Regions from separate parts of the Mus musculus genome. Here region 1 is linked to region 2. The links are chromatin contacts, called in public HiChIP or PLAC-seq maps. All regions are on one chromosome and are shown on one strand. The core of a region is the stretch at or near the end of the contact, and the rest is flanking DNA. Distances in the headings are between cores, read along the strand shown. Region 1 overlaps Slc8a1 (solute carrier family 8 (sodium/calcium exchanger), member 1). Region 2 has its middle 40 kb from the start of Thumpd2.

Evidence for each region. HiChIP or PLAC-seq counts read pairs in DNA pulled down with a chosen protein or histone mark.
Region 1: an H3K27ac HiChIP or PLAC-seq map of microglia shows a contact between it and region 2, with 5 times the contacts expected there. The contact joins two enhancer-like sites. A contact is called at or near these places in 1 of 115 datasets of contacts at active chromatin or transcription factors (microglia) and 1 of 9 other capture datasets (embryonic stem cells).

What each region holds. Positions count from the first base shown.
Region 1 is chr17:81,663,187-81,666,468 of GRCm38.p6, forward strand. All of the region lies in intron 1 of Slc8a1 (solute carrier family 8 (sodium/calcium exchanger), member 1), which reads right to left. Among named protein-coding and RNA genes, the nearest start is that of Slc8a1, 74 kb to the right of the region's middle. Within about 2 kb of position 1,930, at least 13 of the 459 cell types and tissues checked have an H3K27ac peak or open chromatin away from gene starts, as enhancers often do. A contact at or near this core is called in microglia, where this site is marked.
Region 2 is chr17:81,103,075-81,106,323 of GRCm38.p6, forward strand. No RefSeq gene overlaps it. Among named protein-coding and RNA genes, the nearest start is that of Thumpd2, 40 kb to the left of the region's middle. Within about 2 kb of position 1,352, at least 37 of the 459 cell types and tissues checked have an H3K27ac peak or open chromatin away from gene starts, as enhancers often do. A contact at or near this core is called in microglia, where this site is marked.

The sequences.
Region 1 (3,282 bases), core at 680-3,179, 560 kb after region 2:
GAGCCATTTGATATTAGGTATTCTTGATTTTGTTATTTTACACACACACACACACACACACACACACACACACATAAACCACATGCCATTTGATGTGTTTTCCAGTGTCTGGGCTAAGAATACTGATTTAAACACAAAACAAAACAAAAAATATTTATGTTTTGGGAAGAAAGATAGAAAGATTCATAAGGATAAAATTCTCGAATTTTGCCCAACACACAAAAACTTCAGCTCTGAGGGAGAGTCATTTCTGCTCTATAGGAGGTGAGGCTCCTGAGATGTGGCACCTTTCCAAACTCTCTGATGCCACCTATAGTGAAGTCTACAAAGCAAGTGTCACTTTGGGAGCAGAATAAGCAGCCTGATGACCGAAACCTGCTATGAGGCTTGGATACTCTATACTAAGGAATGAACACAACCAGAAAGAGGCCCTAAGTCCTGTGTGTTAGTGAGGTGTGCAGAGGAGAATGCATGAGAGCCATCAATGATAAATAAACTACCTAAAGTGTACCAAGGGATGCCCAGTGTAGCATCATACCTAAAATCCCAGGAATCTGGAGGCACAGGTAGGAGACTTCAAGGGGTATGGAGTCCCTTGGGCTCCATGGTGAGAATTTATCTCTAAAACCAAGTAAAAAGTAAACCAAGAAGTGCATTGACTAGTGGCCTACCCTTTCTCCTTGCCTCTGACCATTGCAGTGACTTCATGATGAATCTTACCTTCCAGTGTAAAATGCATTTGGGAAATGCCGAAAGCTACTATTGATCCCAACTCTATAGTGTACATACACAGTCCTGAATGAGTGCAGGGCAGATCAAGTGCTATGGAGACATTCATGACATTGTTCTATGGCTGTCCTTGCCATAAAATGCTTAGAACATGTTTTACTTGGTCAAAATGACTCAGCTTATTGGTTTTCTAAACCCCTTTACCTCTTTGTGATGACCCCCAAATCCCCTTTCCTCTCCTCGACGAGGTCAGAGGCCAAGCTTCTCCTTCCTCTGCAGTCCAGATCCTATCTTACTCAGCCATGGTATTTCATCTATGAGATCATGGCAAGAAGAACTAAATCCAGAACATGGCTTTTGTAGTCTTTTATTGACCCACAGCTAAGTCATTCAACTGCACAATAGTCTTCACCTTTAAATGCATTTTTATGCTTCTTTGCTGGACACTTAGAAGCATCAAATAGGTATATGTATGTATATATATGTATATATATGCATATGTGTGTGCATGTGTGCATATATATACATATACATATGCATGCACACAAACATACACACACACACACACACACACACACACACACACATACACACATATATACCAGCTTGTCTAGATAATGACATGACAAGTGTTCAACAAATGTGAAATGGCTTGCCTTTCCATGTGTCTTTTACACAACCTGAGTGCTCAGTAGACACCATGGTTGGATTAGTGGAAGGTGGTGAATCACTCACTGGTTGTCTTGCTGTTTTGACTTGATCTCACATTAGATTCAGCAAAGACATTATTTGTAACTTAGTTTGCAATGGCATGGAATCTACAGAGTGATTATCCCATCTTTTAAGATAGCCTCTGATAGAGACATTAATTTTTTCCAAGATCTCTTGAATGTGCAGGGAACTGTTTATCTGAATTGGCATCGAGCAACTGTTGTCTAGGTGACTGGTGGAAAGGTTACAATACAGCGCCTTCAGGATTTTGAGACTGTCAGTCTGCTCTAGAGAAAATACTTTGCCCATTTCTCAGAAGCCTTACAAAGGCTAACTTCTTAAGAAAAGAACCAAAGGTTGCTTCAGGGTAAAACCTTAGTATAGGAATCCACATTTGCCTGCTTCTGGTTTCTCTCCGGTGACTGACCTCTTATTCAAGAGCTCTGCTCCCAGGCCCTTGGCTCCCTACGCTTCCCTATCAGAACAGTCTCAAGAGGGCATTCAGTGGGCAGAAACACAGTTTTAACTCTTCCACTTCCTCTTTGTCTTGCTGTGTCCCAGGTCCTCGGGACTTTTTGAGAGCTGATTGCATAAAGCTTTTCAAATTCACAAATCGACATATACTAATGGCTTGTGTAGATTCACACATAGTATATGTTCACATATTGACATATACTAATGGCTTGTGTAGATTCACACATAGTATATGTTCACATATTGACATATACTAATGGCTTGTGTAGATTCACACAGTATATGTTCACATATTGACATATACTAATGGCTTGTGTAGATTCACACATAGTATATGTTCACATATTGACATATACTAATGGCTTGTGTAGATTCACACATAGTATATGTTCACATATTGACATATACTAATGGCTTGTGTAGATTCACACAGTATATGTTCACATATTGACATATACTAATGGCTTGTGTAGATTCACACATAGTATATGTTCACATATTGACATATACTAATGGCTTGTGTAGATTCACACATAGTATATGTTCACATATTAACATATACTAATGGTTTGTGTAGATTCACACATAGTACCTCTTTGTTGAGCAATACCTCTGCATTTTGTTAGGGATTTGGTCAGAATTCTTCACTCAGATGAGTGACCTTCATACTAATGGTTTCAGATTCTATGTTGGCCAGTGGATAAAGGCTTTGAACCCATGAATGTTTTACCAGACTCAAACAACTTATTATAGATGATGCACTAGCCCTCAGCCACAAAAAGAGTTTCCATGCTTCACTTGTCAGACAGGACATTCCCTTCCTTCTTTGAAAACTGAGCAGGAAGTAAGGATGCCTGTAATTTGAACCTTCTTGTTGCATTCTGGACTAGAAGCACCAAGGACCCAAAAACCAAAGGACAGGTGTAAATGTGAGGGCGAAGCAATCAGATTCCAAACAGAGTTGCCAGGGAAGAGAGCAGTGTGAGCTCTGTGAAATCAAGGCACTCTCTACTTGTGTTCTAAACTCCTTCCGTGAAAGCATACAGTAAGCACTCACCCTGGAAGTCTCCACATCAGACAGTGGGCTGTCACTACTACTCCATGGTTAGTTTAAAGTTTCAACACGATGCACATGTACACATGAGAAGCTAGAGGCTGCAGGAAAGAGAGAGGAAGAATAGAGAAGGGGAAAGAGAGGGATTGCCAGAGGAAGGAGAAAGAGAGGGAGGAGAGGGAGAGAGAGGGAGAGAGAGAGAGAGAGAGAGAGAGAGAGAGAGAGAGAGAGAGAGAGAGAGAGAGATTGAGAGAGAAATAATCCTACTGCATTTAATGAGGCCCCACTGGACTAGCCCTAAGTTTAAATCAAAA
Region 2 (3,249 bases), core at 102-2,601:
AAGTATTTTAAGCTTCTGAGAGGAGGATGCTGCTATTTTCACCACTGCTAGTAAGATATCAGGGCTCAAAGTGGGTTTTTAAAGATTGAACTGAATAGGGACTATTTCAGTAACCTCGAACTTCCTCTTGTCAATCACATCTTACTAGCTTGCCACCAAGATCCTCTAATCACCACGAGTGTTCTCAGAGCTGTTTCTGGATTGATGTGCATGCACCGAGGTCATTGTCTTTGATGGCTGCATCACCAGCAGACATTGCAGGAGTAGATCTGTTCGTAAACTCTTCAATCATTTCTCCCTGGGTGTGTCTGAGATAGAAATGGATTTGGGAAAACTCAATGGATTGACAGAAGTGAGAAATGCCTTACCCAGAGAGGGGAAGGAGGCACACTGGGAACTAGGCAGTACACACACTGGAAAACAGGCAGGAAGTGCTGGGAAGCAGGCAGGGAGCACACCAAAGCAGGAGGAATGGTTTTCTCTTGAGGCAAGAAAGAGACAAATAAGTTAGAGAAGAAGGCCAAAGTAAGATGAGACTCCTGCCAGATAACTTGTAATTTGTGCAAGTGGTAGTTCATTATTTAAGGATCACATAAGAAAGCACAGATATATTCTGTCTCTGAACTTGCTTGGTCTCTAGTTGCTTTAGTTGATTAACCTTTCTTTCATGTACCTAAAGGCACTGGCAGGAGACTACTGAAGCTTTCCAGTTATAGCCAGATAGCATAGGTTTGGCTTAGAAATACCTTTTATTTTATTTTCAAGTTAAAAATAAGAAAAAAGAAAAAAAACCCCAGCCAAGCTGCTGGGATATAGTTCACTGTAGAGGGATCTATCTATCTATCTATCTATCTATCTATCTATCTATCTATCTATCTATCTATCTTTCTATTTATATTTATTTTATTTTGTTGCTGTGTGCCAGGCCTTGGGTTCAACTTCTAGCACTGACAAGACAAGGTTAAATATGTATAAATAGGAATAAAAGCATTCTTATCAGGATCAGGATAAGGAGGGAAGAAATGTGAAGATGCCAGGCAAACAGCATAAACATTAGATGCCAGGCTATCTAATGTTCAAGGGAGGACTGCAGTTGATATTAGCAGATGACTTGGTTCAGGAATTTTGCTAACCATAGAGATTAAAGCTGCAATTATCTCAGGTAGGATGTATGAGAAAGCCTTTCTGTTTGCCATCTTTCTATCACTAGAAAGCATTTCCCAACATAATGTCTTACACAGAGAAAATGTTTACTGTGTCTCAGTTTCCTCTGTTGCTGTGGCATGTGGTGACATCATGGTGGGCAAGTGAGTGGAACACAGCCAAGGTATTGTGTGGCTCACAGCTGAGAAGTGAAAGAAAAAGAGGAAGGAGTTAGGCTCCTCCTGTTCTCCTTAAAGTTAGGTCTGCAGTTACCCCAGGAGCTCATGCAAGAATCCACCACTTCCTGATGATGCTACTGCGGGGACCAAGTCTACAGCACACAGACATTTGGGGACTGCTTACGATCTGTCTGTAGCTGTATGATGAAAGTGTCTAGCTGTTCCCAAAGACTAACCATTTAGTAAATAAACAAACCAATAAGGTGCACAGCACCATGCTATGTGTCTTAAATATTTATAGTAAAATTTATTTTAAAAAGAAATTAAGCTTTCATGGAAATGATGAATTTAAGCTTATAATGCAAAAGTACTTCAAACTAGAGAAAAAATAAGTATAGTTCAATAGAATTACTAGAGGGCAACATCATCTTTCTGTGGCTTTTATTATCTATCTATCTATCTATCTATCTATCTATCTATCTATGCACACACATATAAAATATACTATATATATACATACACACACATATATATACATACATATACATACATACACACACATATATATATATATATATATATATATGTATATATATATATATATATATATATATGTATATATATATATATATATAATTTTTTTGAGTCAAGGTTTCTCTGTGTTTTTCTAGCTGTCCTGGAACTCACTCTGTAGACCAGGTTGGCCTTGAACTCAGAGATTCACCTGCCTCTGCCTCCTGAGTGCTGGGATTAAAGTCATGCATCACCACACCTGGGTATCTTATTATATTTTTAAGATTTAATTTTTCATGTGTGTATGAGGTAGCTAGCTAGCTAGCTAGCTAGTGCACTTGAGCTTGTGTATATAATACGCAGTTACCCCTAGATACTGGAAGAGGGCATTGGATTCATGAACCTTTAGTTATAGGCATTTGTGGGCCATCTGAAAAGGGTGCTGGGAATCGAACTTCGATCTTCTATAGCACAGCAAATGCTCTTAATCATCCAGCCATCCTTGCAACCCCCTCAAGTGACCATCCCGGGAAAAGATCCTCCTTGCCCTCTCAGCTTTAGTCAGGAGTTCTATCTGCACTCATCATGTTGTCTTCACAGAGATGATTTACATATCACCAGGATGGTAACTGTTTATCTCCTAACACAAGAAGAAACTCTGCACGAGGAGTTACTTGGTCTATAATCTGCCTTTGCCCACTGGTAATGCACAGCAGAATTTTGACAGCTCTGAGAAGTTCTGAGGTAGGAAAGGTTACTTAGCTCCATCTCACAACTTCCCAAACTGATAAGCAAAGAAGCTACTTAGACATCACCTTGCTTGATGACATTTTATTTATTTATTTATTTATTTATTTATTTATTTTAATCATCATGGACAAAGGCAAACTGCAGCTTCCATTCTCGCCCTACTTAAAGTGGGTTGACTCATTACATCATTTCTATTCCGTACCATGGCTATCTATATATTGACTATTTGGAGACTGAAGTTTTAGTTAGGTTTTCAGTGTATTTATTGCCAGTTTAGAAGTGGTATGAAAGCCCATATTTCAAGCCCAGTGTTATTACTGGACAAGGGTTTTGGAAGCCTTGGGTAGGGGCATGTATGTACTTGGCATCTGAGAGGGAAATTAGTTATTGGAATAAGAGTGAAGACCATAATACATTTAATTATTATTTCAGTTTTATTCTATCCATGGCTTCTATCATATGATTTGCATATTCCTTTCCTTAGTCTTTTTTTTTTCCATTTTTTATTAGGTATTTAGCTCATTTACATTTCCAATGCTATACCAAAAGTCCCCCATACTCACCCACCCCCATTCCCCTACCCACCCACTCCCCCTTTTTGGCCCTGGCGTTCCCCTGTACTGGGGCATATAAAGCCAAATGGATGGACCTGGAGGGCATCATC